Regions from separate parts of the Mus musculus genome. Here regions 2 and 3 are each linked to region 1. A link is a contact called in public promoter capture Hi-C data. All regions are on one chromosome and are shown on one strand. The core of a region is the stretch at or near the end of the contact, and the rest is flanking DNA. Distances in the headings are between cores, read along the strand shown. Region 1 holds the start of Prps2 (phosphoribosyl pyrophosphate synthetase 2). Region 2 has its middle 15 kb from the start of Gm39550. Region 3 holds the start of Hccs (holocytochrome c synthetase).

The links. Promoter capture Hi-C pulls out the DNA fragments that hold promoters and counts their contacts.
Region 2: a contact with region 1 is called in a promoter capture Hi-C map of hippocampal neurons, with 9 times the contacts expected there. The contact joins the enhancer-like site here to the promoter of Prps2 in region 1. A contact is called at or near these places in 13 of 39 promoter capture datasets (the 3T3-L1 cell line, 3T3-L1-derived adipocytes, the C10 cell line and 8 more) and 2 of 115 datasets of contacts at active chromatin or transcription factors (large pre-B cells and pro-B cells).
Region 3: a promoter capture Hi-C map of pre-B cells shows a contact between it and region 1, with 6 times the contacts expected there. The contact joins the promoter of Hccs here to the promoter of Prps2 in region 1. A contact is called at or near these places in 8 of 39 promoter capture datasets (the C10 cell line, cranial neural crest, frontonasal cranial neural crest and 4 more).

What each region holds. Positions count from the first base shown.
Region 1 is chrX:167,381,179-167,384,815 of GRCm38.p6, reverse strand. Prps2 (phosphoribosyl pyrophosphate synthetase 2) reads left to right here and starts at 2,067. Exons shown (of 7, transcript NM_026662.5): 1 at 2,067-2,346. The coding sequence starts at 2,225.
Region 2 is chrX:168,637,875-168,641,612 of GRCm38.p6, reverse strand. No RefSeq gene overlaps it. Among named protein-coding and RNA genes, the nearest start is that of Gm39550, 15 kb to the right of the region's middle. Within about 2 kb of position 1,717, at least 82 of the 459 cell types and tissues checked have an H3K27ac peak or open chromatin away from gene starts, as enhancers often do. A contact at or near this core is called in pre-B cells and pro-B cells, where this site is marked.
Region 3 is chrX:169,318,251-169,322,133 of GRCm38.p6, reverse strand. Hccs (holocytochrome c synthetase) reads left to right here and starts at 1,762. Exons shown (of 7, transcript NM_001331049.1): 1 at 1,762-2,158; 2 at 2,544-2,696. The coding sequence starts at 2,585. It overlaps Gm15246 (predicted gene 15246), which reads right to left and starts at 1,739. Exons shown (of 6, transcript NM_001361166.1): 1 at 1,437-1,739.

The DNA of each region.
Region 1 (3,637 bases), core at 818-3,317:
AGTTTAAGTATAGTTAATATAATTCAGTCAATAAAACTTTTAGACATATGTTTGGATATGAGTGTAAATCTCATCTCTATGATAATTTATTATGCAAATTTTATTATAAAATACAGTTATTTGCTACTGAACATGTGGGATGTTTTGAGAAATACGTAATAAGGTTAATTCATAATCATGTAAGCAATGTAGAGTGCACATAAATGAACCAAGACAGCGGAACATCATTAAGCATTATAATATTAATGGTGTGGTCTGTCATCTGAATCTTTATGCAGCATATACTGGGTGTAGCTTAAAACCCACTGTAGGTAGATTGTTGCTGCTGCAGTTGTTTTTGAGACAAAGTCTCACTATATAGTATAGGCTGGCCTGGGATTCTTGGTCCCCAAGCCTCAACCTCCCAAGTGATGAGATTAGTTATATCATCACCTTGGCTCTTTTAAGAAATACAATAGGATATGTACATCTCTGTCAGCAGAATGAAAAGGAACAGAAATGCAATGGGAGTAGCGCTTTGGAGAACCACTGGGGCAGTCAGTGGAGTTTCAAAGGAAACCCTTTCATAAATTCAATTTGCTTGGGTTTGAGGAACCTTAGGGGATTGGAGAGACACAGTTTCAACAGGCCAGCTAGCCTTCAACTGAAAGACCCGCCTGCCTCTGCCTCTGCCTCTGCCTCTGCCTCTGCCTCTGCCTCTGCCTCTGCCTCTGCCTCTGCCTCTGCCTCTGCCTCTGCCTCTGCCTCTGCCTCTGCCTCCAGAGTGCTGAGATTAAAGGCTGACACCTTTGCAGAGTTCAAGGAAGGGCCCAGAAGCAAATCCCCCAAAGATACGGTCAATCTAAATACTCTCCCAAACTCCAATCACACAAGAAGTGCCTTTAGAGTGGGCTACAATTCAAGGGCAAGTAGTCTTTGTTGTATATGGCAAGCCAAATTTCAGTAGACAGTGGTAGAGCCCAAGCAACTATCTGGCCAGGTTAATCTGTCTCTGAAAGCTTTTAAGAAATGTAAGTCAGGATCACTAGTGCTCCACTCGTCCAGGAGCTCAGGATGAATCTCCTTTCCTTAAGTGTGCTTTGTGCCCAGCGATTGGCGATTGGCTCTGACACTGCATTAGCTACTTCAGAAATGCTGAGGTGGGGGTTGAGGGCAGGGAAAGCAAAGGACTCTGGGAGAGGGGGGTTGGTTGCCGCAGCAGGGGTGGGGGTGGGGGGTGGGGGAGTCTGACTCTAGAGAATCCAAGGGACAGGAAGTTGTGAAGAGAGCCTGAGAGCCAGCCTATCTACATAAAAACGAGGACTCAGAAGGAATTGGTGAGAGGCAACTGACCACTTGAAAATACGCTTTCCTCTTGTGGCCAAGCTTAGGGGTCAAATGGTGGCTGTCATCAATGACTCCTTTACAGAGCAACACACATTTAGGAGCTAGACGGTAACATGTTCAGGTTTTGTGGACCAAGAAGCAAAAGACAAGAAAGAATGTGGGCATTTATATAATAAGAAAAAAAAAAAAAACCAAAATTTTCAGCTTTTGTTGAAAAAACTGGAAAACAAAATATTTGAGCTAATTTTGTAAAATATACATCTAAATTAAATGACAGAGAAAGAGAATTCTTGTTGGTGAGAAACCCTTTTCTTAGTCCATCTTCAAACGTAGTCTATATCACCACTTCAAGTGCAAACATGCTTCACTCCCGTGTGCAAATACAAACCGATGTGTGGGTCTGGCCTATGTAGACACGGTGTGCACTTGAAGCCCAGGTATCACCTCTGGGTTCTGAGCTTCCGGGTTGAAAGGCTGCTCCTGGCTGTGAGGCACCACATGGCCCTTTCCTGCAATGGCTCACTGTGCCCACTTTATCTGGTTGGTTGACCTCCCCATTTAAAGGCAAGTCAGGAAGTCCTATGTGGAGCCTGGAGCTCCCCTACGGAGCAACTGTACTTGGGTGCTTCGGGACCACCCAGAGCTTCAAACCCAGATGCCCAGCCTGCGTGGGCAGAAGCAGCCTCCCAGCACCCTCCAGCGACTCTTCAGCTGCTCCTCCTCCCTCTGGCTCCTCCCCCGGCCCTCCCCTCCCCTAGATCCTGCTGCTGCGTTTTCCCGCTTCACCAGCAGCCCAGGCCACCGCAGCAGCAGCAGCAACAGCCGCAGCAACGGTAGCAGTAGTCTGCATCGCAGTCCCTTTCTCCTTCTCCAGCGCGCTCCTCAGTCCCCGGTCACCATGCCTAACATCGTGCTCTTCAGCGGCAGTTCTCACCAGGACCTGTCGCAGCGCGTGGCCGATCGCCTGGGCCTGGAGCTGGGCAAGGTGGTCACCAAGAAGTTTAGCAACCAGGAGACCAGGTGGGAGCCTCGCTGGGGCTGAGGCAGGGGCCAAAGCATGCCCAGGCCAGCTCCGCGGGCGTCATGCTCTCCCTTCCGGGGCGGGACGGCAACAACGCGGCTGCAGAGCCAGGGCGGCTGCGCCAGGGGAGAAAGAAGTTCAGCAAGGGACCCCCAACCCCCACCCCCAACCCGGGTCACCCTGGAGTCTCTACGCGTATCCTCTGGCTGTTAACCTTCTGGTGGCTGGGCCTCCAATACCCGGACATCGGCGACCTGTCGACCCTTGGGCACCCCAGGCCCCTCTTTTGCACCGGCTCGCCTGGTGTCTTCAGTCCGGAAGGACAAAATCGGGGCAGTTACAGAGCGTCTGGGAGAGTGGGCGCAGTCTGTGGGCATCACTTCGGTGCCGGGAATGGTGGGGGCGGGGAGACATCGGTGGATCCGCCCGCCCCAGTTTCCAACTCTCTGCCAGACAGAAACCCAGAATCCTGCATGGTTGAAAAGGCTCTGCACGGGTCCTGGGCACTGGGTTTATCCCAGGGAAACTTTCGAATGCCACTTCCAGCCGCTGGCGATCAGAGTACTGCCAGCTGCTCAGGTGACTCTCCAGAGCAGCAGGCTGGCCAAGCGCTGCCTTATCCAGAAAGGTGGGTTTGTGCGGGAGTTAGGCAGAGCGTGGGAAAGCGAGACGCACGTGTTGAGCGCTCGCACCCTTCCTTTAAACTTTGTTGCATCTATCATTGCGAATAGCTTCTTTGTGTTTGTGGAGCTTAGCTGCGCACAGCAACAAGACCCCAGTTTGTTCAAAATTCCACCGGTTTCTCACATTAGCAAAAGGTGCCACCAGGCAGGCGGAAGCTCTCCTCAGCTTAGACTAGGGATTCCTTGTCCTACTTGCCCAAAGCCAATTTCTTTTCCCGAATTCTATTTAGCACAGTTAACCAACTATACAGTGCACAGTGACAGATAACCGTTCTATATTTAGTAGCGCACGAATTCATTCCGCAAGTTTTACAGAAAAAAAAAAAGTCATTCTCCGTATTTACAAAAGTTAACTTAGAAACGGATTGTAGACACAAACGTCAAAACTAAAACTGAAATTTCCAGAAGGAAGCACAAAATCTTGATGATGGAATGAATCGAGAATTTGGTTGTGAGATTAAGGGCATTTTTTTTCCTTTTGGTTGTTTTATTTTGGTTTGGTTTTCGTTTTCTGGGACAGACTTTTGCTATGTATTTAGGCTGGTATTGAACTCACCCAGGTAGTAGTCCAGGTAGGCTTCGAACTCACAGGAGAACCCTTGTTTCT
Region 2 (3,738 bases), core at 468-2,967, 1.3 Mb before region 1:
AATATTGTGCTGAGTAGAGGAAACACCACATTGGATCATTTCTGAAGGGGTCTTAGATTTGCTAGTCAGTGAGGCAAAGCAGTTCTCTCCCCCTTGGATTCCTGAGTGGAAAGGTCCAAATTGAAAACCTGTACATTAGGGGCTGGAGAGATGGCTCCACAGTTAAGAACACTTGTCCTTGCAGAAAACCCAGCTTTAGTTCCTGGCACCTACACGGTGACTAATAAGCATCTATAACTCCTGTTCTAGTAGTCTTAAAGCCTTCGTCTGTCCTCTGCAGACACCAGATACATGCAAGGACAGCATTCATACGCATAAAATAGTAATCTTAGAAAGACCCACAAACAGCAAGAAACCTGACTTTTACTGTGCTGAGATATCATATAGAAACATACCATGGTGTACTTTGGCAAAAAAAAAAAAAAAAAAAAAAAAAAAAAAAAAAAAAGCAAAACCAAATTTCCCTCTTAGGAATGAGCAAATTATTCTGGCAGACTGAGCAACAAGTAGCTAAATGACCTTACATTATATATGCCCCTTCTCAAAAGTGAACTAGCATATAAGAATCCTATCCTCATAAATGTTCCTTTCAACAAATTGTATGTACCCTCTGCTCCCGAGGCCGAGCCCAGAAGGGCCAACCATAGCAGGATGATGGCAACACCCCCCCCCTTGCTTTCAATTTGTAAACACATCTGAGAGCCGCCCTCTACTTTTGCATTATGCCAGGTTACATTACAGATCCTCTTAGTTTTCAACACTTATAACTATCTCTGCTGGTTTGCAGAATAATACAGCACATATTTTGTAAAGAAAAAGGCAGAGAAATTAAGCTATTAAAAAACTACACATTGTCCTTATAACTCCCTAGGATAGAAAGGAATGAGAAGGTAGACAGGGTAGTAAGGGATAGAAGTGGGGAGGGGTAGTGTATATGTTCACAGATTTGAAAAAGAAATAAAATGAAAGCAAACAAACAAACATACATCAAGGTTGGGCTTGATGGTGCATGCCTTTAATCCCGGTACTAGGGTGGCCAGGATGTAAACACCTCTATTAGTTCAAGGCTATCCTGGCCTACATAAGTAATTCTGGGTCAGACAGTACTACATGGTAATACCTTAGCTCAAATCATCCCTAATAACAATGATAACCAATAATAAATAAATAAAGTTTGTATTACTGAAGTAAATTCTTTTTTGCTTCCAGAAGTCACTCTTAAAGGAATATCTGATGGTAGTTTCTTTGCTCTTGAGTTTTGGGGAGTGAGGCTCTAGATTTTTAAACATCAGATATATTTTGTGCACTTGAGGGAGTATTTATTTTTATTTAAAGTCTACATTTATTTATTGTATGTATGCACATGTACACACAAACACACACCACTGCAGATGTGAGGTCAAAGGACAACTTTCTGACATCTGTTCTCTTCTTTCAGGGCTTGGTTCCTTATTTCCTGCAGAGCCATGTCGCTGGCCCTCTGGAGGGGAATTTTATAAAGAGATTTCAGATGTTGCTCTTCTTTCAGTGATGATCAAAGGGCTAACAATCCACTTTTTTTCTGCAGCACTCTGGCTTTTCTGAGAATAGCACTCTTGTCTTTTTTGGTTGTTAGCCTAGCATTTAATGGCTGAGCTACCTCTCTAGCCCAGAACAGAACTCTTCAAAGCCCATTTTCTCTTTGCAGGCGTCTGCCTCCACTTTCGGTTTTGATTTGCCAGTAGGGGGCAGTAGGGAAGGAAGGCGGGACAGGAGGCGGGGGCTCATCATGATCTGCTTGCTTGCTTGTGCTGTCTCTGGCGATTACAGTCGCCAATTTTTAACACTTCCTGGACTATCTCCTTAGTAGGCACGAAAAAGCAGCAATAACTCCTCCTCCTCTAATATGAGTCTGGGGCTTGAGTCTCTCTCCTCAACTCCTGGTCTAGCAGCTGGCCCGCACGCCCTCTCCATAGGCTTAACAGGAAGAACTGGTTTGCAAGCCAGATTGCTTTCTGCACACATTTTCATTCAGCCTTCTTTCAAAAACTCCTGTATTAACTACCCGTAGTCTTTACTGATTTTGACGCTGACTCAGGAATGCCTCCTCTTTAAATACTAGGTCCACACAGGTTGTGCCAGAATCATTCTGCGGACACGACCTCTAGAAATTCTGTTTCTGTTTAAGCTTTCTAAAACGAACTGCAAAACTTTTAATGTTTTTATTTCCCTACTTCCGAGAGAGTTGGCTTGGGATCATTCAGAAGCTAAAAGTTTGAAGCAGATCGACTTTGAAATCCAGACCCTTGGTCCTTTTTGAAGTTTTATGATTTTTTTTTTCAGTTCCCTGGAAGATTATGGGATTTCGAAAATCCTTTACTTCTCACTGCTGGGAGTACAGGTTGGGCGGTCATCCCCAGCCTTTTGTTATGTCTTTTCTTTCCCTCAAGAAATTAGCTCTTGGGTTTACAAATAATACTACACTTTTCTGTTTTCTAACATTTATTTTTATGCTTTAATTATTCCCTTCATCCTACTGAGACACATTTTTCTAAAGATGCAAAGATAATTAATATCCTTTTAGGTAACCATTCTCTCTTTCTCTTAAAATAACAGGCATCCAGTGTTGCGATTCAAAAATACAAAGGCAAACTAAAAGGCAGACATATCAAAGCACAAATAAAAAGAGAGTCAAAGCCATCCATTATCCAATTGCTATAGCTGGCCACTGGAATCTGGCACATTTCCTTATAGTGTCCAATTTCGAAAGCAAATTAAAATTAAGTTCTCAGCTGTAAAAATTTATTACATAAAATTTACCAGATTAACTTTTTCCTTTTTTAATTTTTAGATCTAAATACTTTACTTTCTATGTATGAATGTTTTGCCTGCATGCTAGCTTGATTCCCTGGAATTAGACATGATTGTGAACCTCATGCAGGTGAGGAGAATCCCAGGTCCTCTGCATGTTTATTTGTTTTGTATAAGATAGAGTCTCAAGAACCCTATGCTGACCTTGAACTTATTACATATTGGAAAATGACTTTGAACTTCTGATTTTCTTGATTCTCCCTTGAAGGTGAATTAAAGGTCTGCCTCATCATGCCTGGCTTCCCATTATCATTTGTTTTTTCTTTTTTGTTTTTTTTTAATTATTACTGTGTGTATGTGGGGGCAGGAAGGGGTACAAACCATAAGGCCTGTGTGTTGATCAGAGGACAACTTGGCAATGGTGCTGGGTCTCTCCTTCCACTGAGTGTGACTTCTAAGAAACAAATGGAAGTTATCAGGCTCGCATCTCTGCAAGTGTCTTTACCCAGTGAGCCATCTAACTGGCCTCCCCAATTAGCATTTTAAGTGTATAGTTAAATATATGGAGCAAATCATTAGAACTTTTCCCTCTAGAACATCTCAAAGTTTTTTCATAGAAACAAAACCTTTTAATTTTCTACACTTCCCAGCATTTGTCAAACACTAGTGTACTTTATCTCTATCAATGTGGCTATACTGTGGACCTCCAATAAGTGGAACTCTGCAGCATTTGTCTTTCTGTGTCTCAATTATTTCTCTTAGCATAATGTATTTAAGAGTATTTATGCTGTAGCATGTGTTGGAATTTCTTCCTCTCTTAAAAGGAACAAAATACCGATGAAAGGAGTTCAGAGATAAAGTTTGGAGCTAAGAGGAAAGGATGCACTATCCAGAGACTACCCCACCGGGAGATCCATCCCATAATCAGCCACCAAACCCAGACACTAT
Region 3 (3,883 bases), core at 513-3,012, 1.9 Mb before region 1:
TAACCGGAAATGGTTATGAGGATCTCTATGAGAGAAGGCAGAGTGTAAGAGAAGCAATAATTGTGGGATAGAATGGATAATTGTGACACAATAAAGAATTTTGAGGAAGGATATAGAATTTAGAAAGGGCCAAAGGGCCGGGGAAAAGAATTAAATATTTTAAAAGTGGAGACAACATGAACATGTTGAACGAGAGAAGAATTGTAGAACACATAGGAAAATTTAAAAAAAATGTATAACACAAATTTTAAAATGTTTTAACACAAATAGATAATATATATTATGCAATTACGTTGTTACCTGTGAAATCATAGACGCAGAAACATCAAAACAGAATTAACAGACTAGATTTATGTATTCCCAACCTATGGCTCACGATCTGTAAATCAGATATTTACATTATTATTCATAACAGTAACAAAATTATAGTTATGTAGTGGTAACAATAATTTTATACTTGCGAGGATCATCAGAACATGAAGATCTGTATTAAAGGGTTGGAGCTTTGAGAGGTTAGAACCACTGCCTTAGAAGAAGTTGTACCACTTGGACCGACAATGCTCCCCACAAGAACCAAAGACTAGCAAAAAACCAGACTATCACTGAAGAGGGGGCATAACACTTTAAGATCCAGAGTACCAGGAAGTCTGCTGTGGACCAACGCTCCTAGAAATGTCTTCATAAAGAAGACCTAAACAATGGTCACATTAATATGAAAGGGGGCCATTTTCATGGGGTCCCACAGAACTCAAAGCAGGAACCTGAAGCCACCAAGGAATCAAAAGCCATGGAGGCCATGGAGGTACACCACATACTGGCTTGCTTGGTCCCATGGCTCACTTTGCTTTCTTAATATAAGCTAGCCCATCGGTGGTACCGGATACAGATATGGAGAAAATGTCCCCATAGGCTTGCCCACTGGGCCGTCTGATGAAGACAGTGACTCCATTCAAGTTAACAAAAACCTAACCAATACAATAACCATCTCCTATCTGCTGGTTTACCCTACACAAGTAATATAAAAACGTACTTTGTGTAATATGAAATATACTACTTAGATGAAGGCTGTGAATTCCATGGAGTACACTCACAACGGTTGCCAGAGTCCTTGAAAGGACTAGGCGGTGGAAGTTTAAGTGCGTCTACTTAATTATAGCACTTTATTCCACAAATAAGCACAAATATCGCTTGTTCATTAAAAAATACAAGTTGAGCGGGCGGTGGTGGCGCACGCCTTTAATCCCAGCCTTCAGGAGGCAGAGGCAGAGGCAGGCGGATTTCTGAGTTCGAGGCCAGCCTGGTCTACACAGTGAGTTCCAGGACAGCCAGGGCTACACAGAGAAACCCTGTCTCGAAAAACCAAAAAAGAAAAAATACAAGTTGACCTTTCAAGAACCTAAGGAGATGACTTAGAAAAACACAGCGACGTGCCTTACCCCTCGGAAGCGACACCCCGCGGTTCCCTAACTTCTCACCCTGAGCGGCTTACCGGCCGGCCGGCGGAGTTAAAAAACACCGCCTGGCCCGTAGGGGCGGAGACGGAGAGAAGGCTCGGGCGCCTATAGGCCGCGGAGCGAGAAGGGGTGGACCGACCCGCCCTTAAACACACCGCCCCGCACGTAGGGGCGGAGACGGAGAGAAGGCTCGGGCGGCTCGAGGCCTCGGAGCGGAAGGGGGTGGGAGCGATCCGCCCGACCTGACGACCGTTCCTCTCCTCAGCGCGAGCTTGCCTCGTGCTCCCGGAAGTCCCGCCTTCGGAACAGGAAGTAACGGCGCCCGAGAACGCCGGCTGTGACCGGACGTTAGCGGTGACCCCGCGTGAGGAAAAACCGCGGGTGCAGCCGAGCGACTTCGGCTGGGCGGTTCGACGCGCTCGCGGCCGCGCCGCGCGGGACAAGTCGGAGCGGAGACTTGGGGGCAGGGCGGCGCCCGGGTTCGGCTGGAGCCGGCGGCTGCCGAGTGAGTTCGGCTGGGCAGGTTGACGCGCTCGGGGCCGCGCGGCGCGGGACAGTCGGCGAGGTGACTTGGGGACAGGACGGCGTCCGGGTCCGGCTGGAGCCGGTGCACTGTGCAGACCGCGGTGCCGGTGGGACGCGCATAGACGGGAAGGCAACACTGGTGGCTTCCTGCCCTTCGCCGCTCCTTGCCTCCCGTTTTGGTGACTTTTTTTTTTTTAACCTTCCTATTTTCCCTGAGGCGCCTGCCCTACTGGGAACACGGGTTCGAGGCTAGTTCAGTGTATTTTCCCTTGGACCCCACCATCAAGACTACACCCGTCTTCACGACGTGGTTGCATCTTACAAGTTTCCAGACTCTGGCACGGGTCCCCAAATGGTGGCATAGGCTTCAAGGTATTTTCCCAATGGAGGCACTGTTTTCAAAGTGTCCCCTCACCACCCCCCACCCCCACCCCCGAACCAGTGCCCTACCTCTTACTCTCCCAAGGGATGGTGAAAAAAAGCCAGGGCCAGCCAGGATCAGAATAACAAGGGGATATCAACTGTTTAGCCTCCACGTTTTAATCTGATTTCTTGCTTTGGCAGCTGGGTATTTTAGATTGGGAGTGACCCCTGTGATTCCAGCCATGGGTGCCTCAGCATCTTCTCCTGCTACTGCAGTAAACGCCTCGAATGCTTCAGATGGTCAGCCAGCTTCACCACCTTCAGGATGCCCGATGCATAAAGGGCAAAGGAAAGGTAACTTGCCTGTCTCGAAAATTAAAAGAAAGCTAGTGATTCTAGAGCGGTGGTTCTCAAACCTTCCTAATGCTGGACCCTTTGACCCAGTTCTGCACGTTGTGGTGACTCAACCACAACATTATTTTCCTTTCAACGTCATTACTGTAAGTTTGCTTCTGTTCTGACTCGTCATGGAAATATTGTTGGAGATAGTGCGTTGCCAGAGGGGTCAACCCACAGGCTGAGAGCCACAGTTCTAGAGTTGTAGCTTGGTAGTGAGGCTTGCAAAGCGGGACTAAGGCACTCTGGGGCTGGTCCAATTTGGCTGCTCACTAGATATTATCATAAACAATTTTTTTTATATCTCACAGTCTGTCATCTATGCAATTTTTCCTTAAATCAGCCTTGTCTTTCCAAAGTTTACCAGTGCCTACATCAGTGGCTTTCAGCTATGCATGTAAAGAGCCATCATTGAATACATATTTTGGTTCTCACAACTGAGAGGAAATGGTTCTGCTGACATAGACTGGGGTGGTATTAGATAGTGCTAAATAGACATCATACAGCCTCAGACATGGAGTCTTTGGTCCATAAATAGTAAGGGTGCCAGAGCTGAATAAACCTCGGTGTAGCTGTTTGAAATACACTACTCCCATATCTGTTAAGGTCTTCATCTAGGTCAAAATCAGCCTTCACCAAGTGAATTTATAGAGCATTATGTCAGTGCTAGGCTGGAAACAAAACAGTTCTTTAATGAGTGCATGTCTGCTGTAGACAGTTGAGACCGGGACAGTGTTGTATGCTTACTGAATGTGCATGTTGTTGGGTCCTCATGCTTCCAGTGTCACCATTCCTCTTTCTCTCCTCGAGCCAACTTTCTCCAAGAGGTCAGCACTTATCCTGTGACAAGCATTGCTGGGTTTTGTTTCTTCACTGAGAGAGAAGTAGATATAGTAGACAAAAATTCTTTGCCCAGGAGAGTTTACATTATCATGTCTATAAACCAGTGTGACTGTTTTATAGCCAAGGAAAGAAACTAAAGCTCAGAGTAATTTATGTACTTCAAGTCATGTAGCTAGTAAGTGGCAAAGTTGGTGAAAATTCTGTGACCTTGGACAAGGACAGATCCCATGGTCTCCTAGTATTTCTCCTAGAAGTTGAGACAAATCAGACAAAGCACGTGTGTCTTTGCTCTGAGCTTCTTT